Linked DNA regions of Muntiacus reevesi: region 2 is linked to region 1. A link is a contact called in public Hi-C data. All regions are on one chromosome and are shown on one strand. Each heading gives the region's core, a stretch centred on a gene start, on an enhancer-like site or on the middle of the called end of the contact. The rest is flanking DNA. Distances are from core to core; before and after follow the strand shown. Region 1 holds the start of EED (embryonic ectoderm development). Region 2 holds the start of CREBZF (CREB/ATF bZIP transcription factor).

The links. A called contact is a pair of places that touch in the nucleus more often than the background predicts.
Region 2: a Hi-C map of muscle shows a contact between it and region 1, with 4 times the contacts expected there. The contact joins the promoter of CREBZF here to the promoter of EED in region 1. A contact is called at or near these places in 2 of 3 Hi-C or Micro-C datasets (blood and muscle).

What each region holds. Positions count from the first base shown.
Region 1 is chr5:9,346,129-9,353,099 of mMunRee1.1, forward strand. EED (embryonic ectoderm development) reads right to left here and starts at 4,519. Exons shown (of 13, transcript XM_065936899.1): 1 at 4,023-4,519. The coding sequence starts at 4,136.
Region 2 is chr5:9,898,483-9,905,453 of mMunRee1.1, forward strand. It overlaps CREBZF (CREB/ATF bZIP transcription factor), which reads left to right and starts at 3,681. Exons shown (of 3, transcript XM_065936948.1): 1 at 3,681-5,103; 2 at 5,200-5,277; 3 at 6,367-6,971. The coding sequence starts at 3,917. The coding sequence ends at 4,990. CCDC89 (coiled-coil domain containing 89) reads left to right here. Exons shown (of 4, transcript XR_010663386.1): 4 at 3,555-3,653.

The DNA of each region.
Region 1 (6,971 bases), core at 3,269-5,768:
ATGAGAACACAGACTAGAAACCATCACCCTACGGGCTATTTTTAAATTATTGCTTCCTAAAGTTAGTTTTATGATATTACAGAATGTTAAAAATTCACTAGAATATAAAAAGTATATTAAAAATTCACATTAATTTGCTTAAAACCTGTAAGGTATTATATGGTAGTTCTTAGGGGTGGCTTCCAAAACTTCAAACGGTTCATACTAAAATGAAATGCTTTCAAAAAGTACACAAATTATTCTAACACTATAACGGGAAAAAGGGAATGGAGTGGATAGATGGCACACGGTAGTGCTCAATATCTACACTGTAACTTAATGTAAACACAATTAGCTTTTAGATACATAAAATACAAAACTATATTTATTGAGTTCAGTTCCTAGGTTGAAATCACTGCTTTTAAATCTCCATTTCTTCCTTTCAGTTGAATTTACACAGTTAAAATCTAGTGTAGAAAACAATTTTGTGTTTCACTGGAAAACTTCATGTCTACCGCACACTCTTCTGCCATGTTATCAGATTCTAGTCTGCTTCACTGCCTTTGAACAATTTTACATCTCTTACACTGTGGACAGCCAAAGGCAGAGGTTCAAAATGTCTTCCCCTTCATTCTGAAGAGAAGTTTTTGTCTCCATTTGCCATTTCATCTCTACATTCCTTTCATCTGTATAGTCTGTACTGTGTGACTTAAACTGCACCAGTTCCCTTACATGAGTAAAATAAAATGTTTCTGAAAATTATCTTTTAACACTTGAGAAATGAAACAATACAATGGTTAAGACATTTATTCACCAGCTTCTTTCCACTCTGGCTAAAAATTCAACTGCTAATCAAGAAGCCACACACAACATAGTAAATAACTGGGGCACATTACACACACACACACACACACACACACCCCTTTTAACCATTTAATTTACATACACACCTTTTATTCATTTAATTTACCCATCTCCTCAAATAGGCAAATAAAGATAGAATCAAATGGAAATGCAATACACCCACAGTGTTTTCATTTTATTTGTAAATTCAAACCTTTCCTGAGCATCTAGTATGTGCACAAGCTGATTTCCACCTTGACTCCTCCTCAAAGTATAGAATGGTACTGTGTAACAGACATGCACTACCACCTTCATTTGCTCAACAAGGAAACGGGGATAGTAATTTGTCCCTTGATCTCGCCACAGGTTCCTTAAGCAAAAGTCAAGTCTTCAGATTCAGCCTTCTGATCTTACTACCAGGCAACAATCAGTATTCTTTCAGAGGTCAATTATGCTGCACTTATATGAAAAAGTTAGTAAAATGGCAGATACATACACAATGAACTTAAAATAGGTCAGATATTAACTACACTTACTGTGCTGATCATTCTGCAATGCAAATACTGAATCACTATGTTGTGCACCTAAAACTAATAACATAATGTTATTAGTCAATTATATCTAAATTTTAAAAAGTTTAACGTCCTATCAGTTCTTTGATTCACTTTAACAATATCAACTGCTGAGATTACTGTAACTCCAGTTTACAAATACCACATTCTTTCCTCCACTTGCCTTTTGCCTTCCTGTCATTATCTGGCTCCCTCAAAAGTTAAACCACTGCCCTTATTAGCTTTTTCTGAATTCATTTTTATACAGAGTTCTCTACTCTCTTCCTTTACTGCTTCTCTTAACCTATGTCCTAGATCTGGGTCCCTGGATGGAATTCAGAGGGCCTGTGAACTTACGCAGTTGAATAAATTCATAAACAAAGATTGCATCTTAGTTTTCACATTTTTAACTAAAGTCTATTACTTCCTTCTATTACAATACAGGCAGTATACGTGCTAATGTTAGTGTAGCTGTAACCTTCTCAGCAAAGGAAATCAAGAATTTTTATACTCCATTATAGTTGTTGCAGATCTCAAAAGCTATCTATACCCATCAGTACTATCAGTCATTGTGAGGTCTAGTTAATGTAATAAAGAAGTACTTTATTAAAACAAACCTGAAATTTGTTTTAAACAATTTTATAACTTACTTATAATTTTATCATTGAGTTTGTTTGTAATCTTATATATTGTATTTTATACATTTGAAAATATTACTCTGAAGTTTCACAGGATTCATTAAAGTGTCCAAGGCAGAGAAAAGGTTAAAAGTCGCCATCTAAAGGAAGGAACCAAAACAAAGGCTTAGTCCAACCATGTAGCTCTGAATAGTTTCAATATGCATCAAAGAATACATTCCTCTTAAGGGTCTGTAAAAACAAAATAACCTTTCAATTTATTTAGTTCCCTGAAATTTTCCTCAGTCTAAATTGGGTATTGACATCTTCATTACATTTCTGCCTGATAAATATCTGGAAGGACCAGAAACACAAGTCTAGATAATGTGATAACAAAATAAGGAGTAATAATTAAATAACACTTGCATGGTATTTATGAACGGGGCATTTGGTTCAGCACTTTACCTACATTATCTAATTTAATCCTCACAAACATCCCATGAGGTAAATACCGTTATCATCCCCATTTTAAAAATAAAAATCCAAGGAAACTAGATAAAGTACCTAGATCAAGCAACCGGTAAAGCAGTAGAGTGGCGAATTTTAATCTAACACCTGGATCCAGGTTGTGCTCCTAGTCACTAATCTAATCTGCCAAGAGAAATTTAAGAGAAGGTGGAAATAGATTTCAACAGCTGAAGTGAAGAGGGTCGAACGTGTTAGATCCTAATATATAATAAGACTGGAAAGCACAAACAGGAAAATAAAAAGATTTAAAGTAACAATCAACACCTACTAAAGCCTTTCAGATTATTGAAGTCCAAATCCCACAAACTGACAACCCCCCAAATATCTTTCCTCTATCTGCAAAAAATTCTTTCCCATCTGTTCAGTGAAAATTTTGGTCTTGATCCATGCCATACATGTGCTTCAGTCGGTGTCTAAGATACACCATTTATTCTTAAAACTAGGCAAACTGAGAAAAAGAACTTACGCCACCCTTCTATAATACTTCAGAACACATTCCCTCGGAAGGTATCATCTCCGAATGAACCGTCGAGACATTTTTTCCTGAACTTATTGGATATAAACTTAAAACATGAAACAGAAAATTAAGGTCAATTCGGTTATCACTGGCGTCTCACCTAAACACAGCGGGGTCAACTGTTGGGACGGACTAGGGTTATGACTATTTAAAAAGTTAAAAAAAAATCTGATTCCAGAGCACCTTTACACATACGAGACCACGAGCCTACACCTAAAGCCATCTACCTTTACCACCGTTGCCTAGTGTCTTCCAGGTTGTACCCGTTATCCCAGTGAAAACCGACGGAAGACTAACTGTCCCTCCTCATTCCTTCCTCAAGAGTCGCTCCCCCTCTGACTCTGAAGACGACTCTCGCAGCTCGCCCCCTCCAGAAGTGAGGTCGACTGTCAGGCGCACCCCTTCTCCACAGAGACAGGAGCAAACACAAAAGCCCCTTTAAGAGAGTCACCGAAATCCCTGACGTCGGAGATCTACTCTTCCCATCCTGGACCGCCAGGAAGGGTCTAAGGAGAACACGGTCCCTAAATCCCTTTTTTAAAAGTCCGTAACACACGCTGGCCCCTCCTTCCAACTGTCTTAGGGGAAAAAAAAAAAACCAAACAAACACCTCTAACTTGCCTTTTAAACTAATGGAATCTCAGATCCGCACTTTCCCCCTAAAGGCCCAAACTCTCCTCCTCCACACAAAATGCTCTCAGGGCAGACCCCCTCCGACCCTCCGCCACCAAGCTCTGGCCGCAACCACACTCTCCTTCGCGAAGTTTCCTTTCGCTCTCGGCGCCCCAGCTCAAAAAAATCCCCTCAGAGACGAGTTCGATTTTCTCCTCCACGCCCGCGTTTTCCTCAGCAGAGCGGTGACACCTCTCCCTCCCCCAACCCCACCTTACCACAGCCGCCCGCCCGCCCCCGCGCCCACAGTTTAAAAAGAATTGAAAACTTTGACGGCCAAGTCCCGTCCGGACTGCCCCGGGGGGCTGCGCTCACATTCTCGTCTCCAGAAAGGTCCGGGTTGCTATTCTCGTCGCTGCTCAGCTTCTGCTTCTTGGCCGCAGGCATGTCTGTTCCCGCCGGCACTGTCGACACTTCCCTCTCGGACATATTCCTCCGCCTCCCTCCAGGTTCCTGCCGCCGGGGGCGGGGCCTCCGCCACACCGCCGTCAAGCAAGCCCGGCCGGAGCTTGCCGCAAAGCTGCCGCCGCCGCCACCGCCGCCGCTCCCCCCACTGTCGCAAACCGCGCCCAGCCGCCGAGGCGGGCGTGCGTGCGACCCCGCCACACTGCTGAAAAAGGGGCGCGCGCGCGCGCGCCCTCCCGCGCGGCTTCCCGGGTCCTTCCCTGTCCCCGCTCCCGTCTTGCCCTCTTCCCGCCGCCCTCCCGGCAGTTTGCACGGAGCGGGTGTGGGATCCGTCGGCTTCCGAGGGCAGTTATTTCCAACGTCCCCCTTCCCCGCGACCGCCCTGTAAAAGGAGAGGCGGAACTCTGAAGAAGGGGTACCCCCTCACCCCCTTCCTCCTTCCAGAGACGGTTCAGCCGCAATTGGCCCAATCCTTCGATCCCCCGACCCCGCTGCGAGGACTCGAAAGTCTGTGGAATGGACGGGCCGACTCGGGTCCCGGGGGACGGGGGGGACCAGACGAGAAGTCGCCTCACGGTTCGGGCGTCTGTGCCGAGTGTTCTTCATCTTGAACTCGAGGAGTAACGCTGTCACGTTATGCGCGGAACTGGTCACCACCTCACTTGCGTTGAGAACAGAAATTCAAACTGTAGAGAGCCTCGCGCCTGCCTCCCCTGCCAGGCGAATGGAAGGTGCCCGCTAACAGGTGCGCATGCGCCGGGGCGTGTGCTCGCGCTTAGTTGTCCGGGCCCGCCTCCTCCAAGCCCCTCCTCTTGGAAATCTTGTTTTCCAACCAGGTAGCCTTCCACCGGGTGTCCGTGGCCAAGGATGGATCTCAAGGCACCACCCAATCGTCGTCCCTTGAGTCCGTCCTGATTTCTTGATGAATACTTATTCTAGTGAATATTGATCGCAAGGAATGATTATTCTCGTCCAGTTAGTGCCAATATTGGATAGGGCTTAAGTAGGAATACCCTAAAATTATAATTATAGGCTCCTTAGAATTACATTCCAAAGGGCTTCTTTTAGTTCTTAAAGAATGTTAACGGCCCTGAACAATGCCAAGGCCTGAAAAGCAATGTTCACCTCCAAGTGTGTATGAGACTGAGAGACTTAAATGACGGACAATTATTTTTTGGACATGATTTTGACAAATTATAGGAGAAGTCAAAAAAACTGTGATGTTTTACAAAAATGTTTGTGTTATGTCTGGGCTCTTGACAGGTGCTAAGTGCATTGGTGAGCCTCGTGTAAGAAATAAAAGGCAGCTCCCTTTTATCTGCCTCTTTGGGAACGTAGCTGTGACCGCTTACATTTCTGGCCATATTGTCCTCATCTGTAGAAATGACGATAAAAGAAGGGACCTAACATTTCTTGAGCACTATTGGATAGTATCTACTTTTTTGTGTGTTCTAGGTCTCATTACATCACCTGTGAGATAAACAGTAGAAGAATGCCCCATCCATAAAATTCTAGTGTCCTTGAACTTCTGCATGATGCCTTAACATACTGCAGATTGCAAGTCACTTCTTTTGGAGACAAGGAGAGAACTCTTGAGAATTAGAAAGGTAAGGCAGAGGCAGGGCAGAATTTAGATATTTTTGTTATGAAGAGTCAAGAAAAATTAAGGAAGCTGAAAAAAAAAGTTTGGATTTAGTATAGTACTTGCACTTACTTATTGAACTGCTAATGTGCCAGGCACTACTAATCAATTAGTTGGTGAGAGAGAGATGACACTAGTAAGTATGGAGTCTCCACTGAGAAATAAGATGTGCCTTGTTTGACATGTTCATGGGCAGAGACAAACATACCCCATTTATCTGTTGAGAAGGATGTTTGTGAAATATAGTCCTACAAATAAAAGGGTAATCAACTAAAGCAATTCCAATCCAAATTGCTCTTTGTATCTGGGATCAGTGGGAGCTGGGAAGGGGGAATCAACTTCTACTCATAAAATTTAAAAAGTGCTGAACGACTGTGAAACTCAATGGTGTCGTTTCAGGGGGCTCCAAAGAGCTCAGTACCACAGTCCTTTATGTCTCAGCACAGGAAGAATTTAGTGAGAGGCAAAGTGATGAATAAAGGATTTGTTAGAAAAGGAGGTTTGTGATGTTTACAAGCAGGTGGGCGAGGGGGTGCTGTGCCCTGAGTACTTACTTAGTAGGTTACATTTTTATAGTCAGAGGAAGAGAGGAGAGGAGGAAAAGACCTTCTTTGTTTTTCTTGAGTAGACCTCATGCTTCCATTAGTTCCTCCTCCAGGTCGGACAGGGAAGTTTTCTTGTCCTTACATGGTCAAGCTAGGTTCAGAGTTGTTTTTTATGTGTGCAGAATATGTCCTAAGGGTCATTAACCTATTGAGCTCACTGGGCAGGATTTCGACCTCACGCCACCATTGTTTTATTGTTTTGGGTCATGCATTGTGCTTCTAGTGCATGGTTTTGTTGCTAAGCAGGCTTGCTTGGTTTTGTGGTTAAGTAAATGTGCTTTCCTGAGTAATCATTAATTTGTGGGGTCTCCCTTATTTTTTCCTACTTACATTCCCCTAGTGGGATTAGCTATTTAATCACCTACTTTGTCCCTTTACTCTGTCCCTTTCATTTGGATAAAGTATACATATGGAAGGAAAATGTCTTTCAGCATTCATGATACCCATAACAAAACAAAAATATTTTTAAAGAGTTTTGTTAAAACTTGGAGGGATGTTTTAAAGGTTTGTCCAATGAATCAGAGTTAATAAATAGAAATTAGTTAATAGTCATTGTCGCTAATGTTAAAAAATTATTCTGATGCTTGTTAAAACAGGAACTTTATTCAGTAC
Region 2 (6,971 bases), core at 2,431-4,930, 550 kb after region 1:
AATACAGATTTAAAATTCTGAGAAAGACTAAAAAAAGTCTTGTCCTATGACATATTGAAATATAAAACTGCAACAAAAATATACTGATTTTGCTTCCAAAATGGATACACTAATCAATGAAATAGAAGAAAAACACCAGAAATAGATCCAACTATATATAAGAATTTAATATATGGCACAAATGTTGGGACATCAGTGAGTACAAGTATGGATTCTTCAATAAACTGTATTGTAGCAGATAACTTTTTGAAAAATTATATTCTTATGTCACATTTTATACCAGAATAAATTCCAGTTGGCTCTGTTAATAAATGAAATAATCACTCATATTGTTAAAAAAAACAGTAATTTATAAATAGAAGAAATTAAAGGAGTTCTAAAATACATAAGTAAATATCACTATTATTTAGTTTAATAAAGGCTTTTTCAGCTAAACATCAAAGCCAGAAATCATGAAGAAAAGTTTAATAGACCATTTAGAAATTATAGTAAAACAAGTAGTTTTAGCCCTTCCCCCCAATGATCAACTAGAGGAAAAACTGGAACATAAATGAGACAAAAAAATGTTTTTCTTTTTTTTTTTAAAGAATGTTTTTCTTATAATGCAAGGGATTCATATAAATTAAGAAGGAAAAAAGACAAATATCTTTCTTGACAAACATCTCACTTCAAAGAAAAGTGGACTAAGATGGTAAAAAGACTGTAAACATTAGAAATCAGTTGGTAATGTGAAAAACATTCAAGCTAATAATTAAAGAAATGCCCATTCACACAAAAAGATGCCCCTTTTTAGATTGGCACATTTTAAAAAGAACAAATCCACTTTGATGAGTGCATAGAAATTAAATACTGTAAAACACCATTGGTGATAGATACCATAGGTAATAAGAGGTAATATTCCCATAGGTAATAATAAGTCTATGTATAAAAATTGTAGACAGATATTCTACTTCCAATAATTTGTCCTAAGGAAATCATAGGATAAGTGAACAAAGATATTTGTGCAACATTTTAGTGTGGTATGTAACAGTGAAAAATCCAATACAACCACAACCTAAGTGCTATCAGTGAGGTTGATTGAAAGTTGGGAAGTTCCTGAAATGAAATTCTAGACAGTCAACAAAAATAAGCATGCAAATATATATTTGGTAGTATAAAATATGTCAACAAAATATTCACATAAAAACATTAGAGTTCAGAGAAATAAAACAATTTATGTAATATATCCATACATAGAAAAACTCTTTATATTACACATCAAAATTTTAATAAATCATTTTGGGGTAGTTAGATTATGGGTAATATTCTACTTATTTGTATATTTCTGCACTATCTGAATCTTTTACAATGATTATTATAACCAGAAAAGAAAATTAAAAAACCAACTGTGAAGAAGGAGAGAATGAGAAGAGAGGAATGATCAAAGGGAGGGAAAGTCGTTTCTGCTGTAGCTGCTTTTTTGTCTTCTGAGGCTACACTGTAAAAATTCCCTTCTCTCAGTTTTTTACTTTTCTCTTAATTCATTGGAGAGGCTCTTAAACCATGTATAGTTAAACCGAAATCTTGTAATTTAGGGAAAAAATGATAAATCAATCCATGATCTTGATTTTGCCTTAGGAGAAAATACAGTTCGATTGGATGACCAGCAACACAAAACACCTGTTAAGTCAAAGTATGCCAGAAAACTTGTTATCTCGAACTGTTCGCTGTTCTACTTTTGCAAAACCTTCCCTAATGGGGCTTCCCTGGTGGCTCAGAGGGTAAAGTGTCTGCCTGCAATGCGGGAGCCCCGCGTTCCATCCCTGGGTCGGGAAGATCCCTTGGAAAAGGAAATGGCAACCTACTCCAGTATTCTTGCTTGGAGAATCCCATGGGCAGAGGACCCTGATAGGCTACAGTTGAAGGGGTCTCAGAGCGTCAGACAGGACTGAGCGACTTCACTTACTCTTTCGTTTCCTAAAGGGAAGATTAAGGAGTTAACTGGAGGCCACTCATTTCTTCTTCTAGATTCATCAGTCAGTCAGTTCAGTTGCTCAGTCGTGTTTGCCTCTTTGTGACCCCATGGACTGCAGCACGCCAGGCTTCCCTGTCCATCACCAACTCCCGGAGCTTGCTCAAACTCATGTCTAGATACCATCAGTTCAGTTCAGTTCAGTCGCTCAGTCGATACCATAGGTCATGCTTATTTGTGTCCCTTGCAGAATCGTTTTCATTTAGTTGAGTTTTAGTGCAATGCCTTCAGTTAAAAGTTGGAAACCTTCTTCATTCATTCAACAAATGTTTATCAAAGCCTACCCTGTGCCAGGTACTGTTTGGGACCTATCAGTATCCAAATTTCCTGGAACTTGCTTTCAATTCTTCTAGAAAACAGCCAAATAAAGGAAGGTTTGGTGAAGTTATCTGCTGCTTTATTCAGTATCTCATTTAAAAGTTTCTTTAAGACATGAGAACAGGAAAAGCAGTTAAGGAATTCATGTGTACTTTACTCATAAGCAAATAAAGGAAAGTTTGTTTGGGTTACCAGGAAGCTTAGTCTACTGTTAGCTCAACTTGAGTAACTAAGATTTTATGTCCATCCGATTCTGAAACAAACCTTTCCTCCTTTAGACTCCTTATCTTTTTCATCTGTATTTTCACTGACTTTGCTTTGTAAAAATTTGAGTTATTTCACTGTTTTCTAGTGTATTTGTGAACTGCCTCAAACCTGAAATCCTTGTGGGTTTTAAGGAACAATATAAACAACACCACGAGGAAACAGACAAATCCAGATTGTGATGCATTTTTCAAGACAACTGACCTTGTTTTTTTAAAAAAAGCCAATGTGAAATGTGATAGGGGGTGTTCTAGTTTGACAAATGGAGGGCGGGGGAACATAACAAATGCAAGAAGTGGTTTGTGATTGGATCCTGGCTCAAAAGAACATATCTGCTATAAAAGATTATTTTTGAAGAAAGCTGAACAAATTTTGAATATGATATGAGTAATAGGTAATATTGACAAGATTGTTAATTTTCTCCAGACCTGATAATAGTATTATGATTATGAAAGAGAGTGTTATTTTTAAAGATGCATACGGAAGCATGTTGAGGTGGTGTGTTTTGTCTCAAACTTTGGGATAATTCAGCAAAAAAAAATATTTTACAAACATTTATATAAAATGTATATGACAAATTGTTAATTGTTGAGTCTGGGTATTGGGTAGTATTGTTGAATTAGAATACTCTTTCACATATTCTGTATATTTGTAAATTTTTTAAACAAAATCTGGAAAAATTACATATGAATGACATTCTTTTCTTCTAGTACTATTTAAGTGTTTGAGTGAAACCATCTTGTACTATAGCGTAAGGGGGCGGGGCAATTTAAAAAATGGTTTGATTAGCAGTCTTAAATTCCAGGATAACTTTGATTATTCATAAATGTGGTATCGATCAGTTCTGAGCGATAGTTAACTTCACTGGAGGTGGAAGCTAGAATACAGAGGATAGAGAAGCGAGGGCCGAGCGGGCAGACCACCGTTTCAATAAATCCCTGGTTTGTTGTTATTTTTGCAGCTGTTACTATGACATCACTGGAGATCTGGAATTACGCCTGGTCTACCGAACTCTCGCGATACTAGAGCCCAGTGGAGCGCAAAATGCGGTGGGAGGGGCTGGGGCGAGATCGACTGACTTCCGGCCAGGCCGTTGTCTGGGTGGCGCGGTCGAGTCATCGTTGGGCCTCGCCGCTTCCATCTCCCTTCCCTGCCCCCCGCCCCGGCGCGGGGGGTCGACCAGCCAAGCGGGGGCGGGAGGCGACGCGGACCTTCCCCTTTCTTTCGTTCTGGCCTGCTCCCCGGCTACCCGCTCTGGGTCCCTGGGACCCGCGAGGCCCGGTCTGAGGGCCCGGGGCCTACGTGGGCCCGCCGCCGGGCCCCATGAGGCATAGCCTGACTAAACTGCTGGCGGCCTCGGGCAGCGACTCCCCGACGCGTAGTGAGAGCCCGGCGCCCGTCGCGACCTGCTCGCTGCCCTCGGACCTGACCGGGGCAGCGGAGGACGAGGGGACGGCGGCGGCCGGATCGCCCGGCCGCAGACAGCCGCGCGGCGACGAGGGCGAGTCGGAGGCCGGGAGGGGGGGCCGCGGCGGCGTGGCCGCGCGCGCGCCCTCGCCTGAGGAGATGGAGGAGGAGGCGATGGCCAGCATCCCCGGGGAGGAGACGGAGGACATGGACTTTCTGTCCGGCCTGGAACTGGCGGACCTGCTGGACCCCCGGCAGCCGGACTGGCACCTGGAGCCCGGGCTCAGCTCGCCGGGGCCCCTCTCCTCGTCCGGCGGAGGATCGGACAGCGGTGGCTTGTGGAGAGGCGACGACGACGACGAGGCCGCGGCTGCCGAGATGCAGCGCTTTTCGGACCTGCTGCAGAGGCTGTTAAACGGCATCGGAGCTTGCAGCAGCGGCAGTGACAGTGGCGGCGGCGAAAAGAGGCGGAGAAAGTCCCCAGGAGGCGGCGGCGGCGTCGGCGGCAGCGGCGGCGGCAACGACAGCAACCAGGCGGCGACAAAGAGTCCCCGGAAGGCGGCGGCGGCGGCTGCCCGCCTCAACCGGCTGAAGAAGAAGGAATACGTGATGGGGCTGGAGAGCCGAGTGCGGGGGCTGGCCGCCGAGAACCAGGAGCTGCGGGCCGAGAACCGGGAGCTGGGCAAGCGCGTGCAGGCTCTGCAGGAGGAGAGTCGCTACCTTCGGGCCGTCTTAGCCAACGAGACCGGACTGGCTCGCCTGCTGAGCCGGCTGAGCGGCGTGGGACTGCGGCTGACCACCTCGCTCTTCAGGGACTCGCCCGCCGGGGACCACGACTACGCTCTGCCCGTGGGGAAGCAGCAGCCGGACCCGCTGGAAGACCAGGACGACTCGGCTGGAGGAGTGTGTCTGCATGTGGACAAGGATAAGGTGTCGGTGGAATTCTGCTCGGCGTGCGCCCGGAAGGCGTCGTCTTCTCTTAAAATGTAGGGTCAAGTAATCCGCTCTTTATCCGCGTTTATCCCCTTTCAACTCCCTTACATCATGTAAAACACCTTAGTGGGACATCGTCACTGGACACATTTCAGAGGAGGAAAAAAAAAGTAATATTGAATCTTTAAGTGTTTAGCTAAAAGCATGAATGTGACACTGTAACCAACTCCTAATGATAACATGTGACTATTAAATCTCTCTGACAGTTTCTTTTTTAGGTGATTTCCTTCCTGCCAGGCTCCGTTGTAGGGGTTACAGAACAGTCGTTCCCGCCTCACCACCTGGTAAGGACCCATCTCTTCACGTAACGCTCATGCTCTGCTGCTTAGTCTACTTTAATGGGCAACATCTCAATTTGTGCGTGTGTGTGATTTTTTTTTGTTTGTTTGTTTGTTGTTTTCTTTTTCGGAAGTTGGGAGGGGAATCTAATTTGGGCCCTGTCCACCCTGGAAACAGACTTGTGCTGGTCAATAATGTACTCAAGTTGCTTCTTCTGGTTGAAATAGCTCTTAATGTGTCCCCTTGTTCAGACTTGCGTGTACCTAGCTCTTCTGTCCCCAGTGTGGACATGGCCTTGGATGACATCGGTTCCAACTGTACACTGAAAGCTGCTAATAGAGATACAGTTTGGAGACAGTGACACAGGTGAAGTTGAATGGAACTTCCGAGTTGTACAAGGTGCAAACTGGAATTCCAATTTTAGAGCAACTTTTCAGAGGTTGACAATAAGTACTTGGGGCATGCACAAATGTGATAGTTACTTTGCTGGAGATTACAGAAATCTCTTAAATATAAGAATGCCTTTTAGTTTTAATAGATCTAGACATACAGTCTATTCAGGTTAATAAATTTTTATATCTCAACATTAGAGAAGTTGGAAATTAACATGCATACCAGACTCCTATGTTAGTTACTTGAAGGAGGAATAAGAATGGTTAATGAAATGTTTCTTTGAGGACCAGCACAGTGATTACCTTATCACTGAATATGAATAAATTGTTGAACACCTTTATTTTTGTTGTATTAAATTTTTAGGTTAAATTTATGTATGATTAGATATTGAAGGTTATGAAATGTGAATGAAAACGTGTAAAGTGAGGCTTCACAAAGAATCTTACTCTATATATTTCAAAGGTATTTGTCCTATTTAAAAATGAGTTTTAAAATTGAGTGATTCTGGCTACTTTAATGACACGATTGACACTTCCAAAGTTGGGACATAGTCTTCCTTTGAAGTACTCTGTTGTCCAATTGTATATAGATTGAGTCATGGTGTCCTTCAATGTAAGGGACATGAAGAAATTCTTTGTGAAACATCACTGTTTGATAAAGTATATACGTATTTAGCATCCTTGTTTTTCTTTGTGCTAAAGTGGATACAGCTGTTGGGGCAGAAGAGACGGGACCAGCTGCTGGCCACATTTCCTGCTTTATTTTAAAAGGTAGTATAAGAAATGAGGAAAAAGAGGTAATTTCAGGGCTTCTGCTTTTATTTTAAAATGTTCATAATTAAAAAGTATTTTCCAGCAGTCCAAAGATGTAAGTTATCTTACACATAAACTGTTTTATTTTGTTGTTATTTGGTTATGAAAATGGAATCTTGTTCTTGCACAACTGTAAATGTTTTGTTGCTAGATAATACACTCTGAGACCTAACTTGGTCTCTGGTTTCCAGTGCATTACAGCATATTTTGTAAAATCATCTACTGCACTTGAGCATGAATATGGATAGTAGCCAAACTCACAACCTGGAGTGATGAACCTGCTTATACCTAAGTGCAGGAGCAAGCCCCTCACAATGCAGCTGCATGGATTTTTAGTGCCTACTGAATAATATATAATATATATAAACCAAAAGTAGTTGGAAAAATTATTTGAAATGACTAATTTGTGCTATCTTTATGGAATATGTTAAATGTAGCTTTTTGAAACAGAAGCCTTGAACTGAAATTTAATTAATACTTGAACATTTTGTATA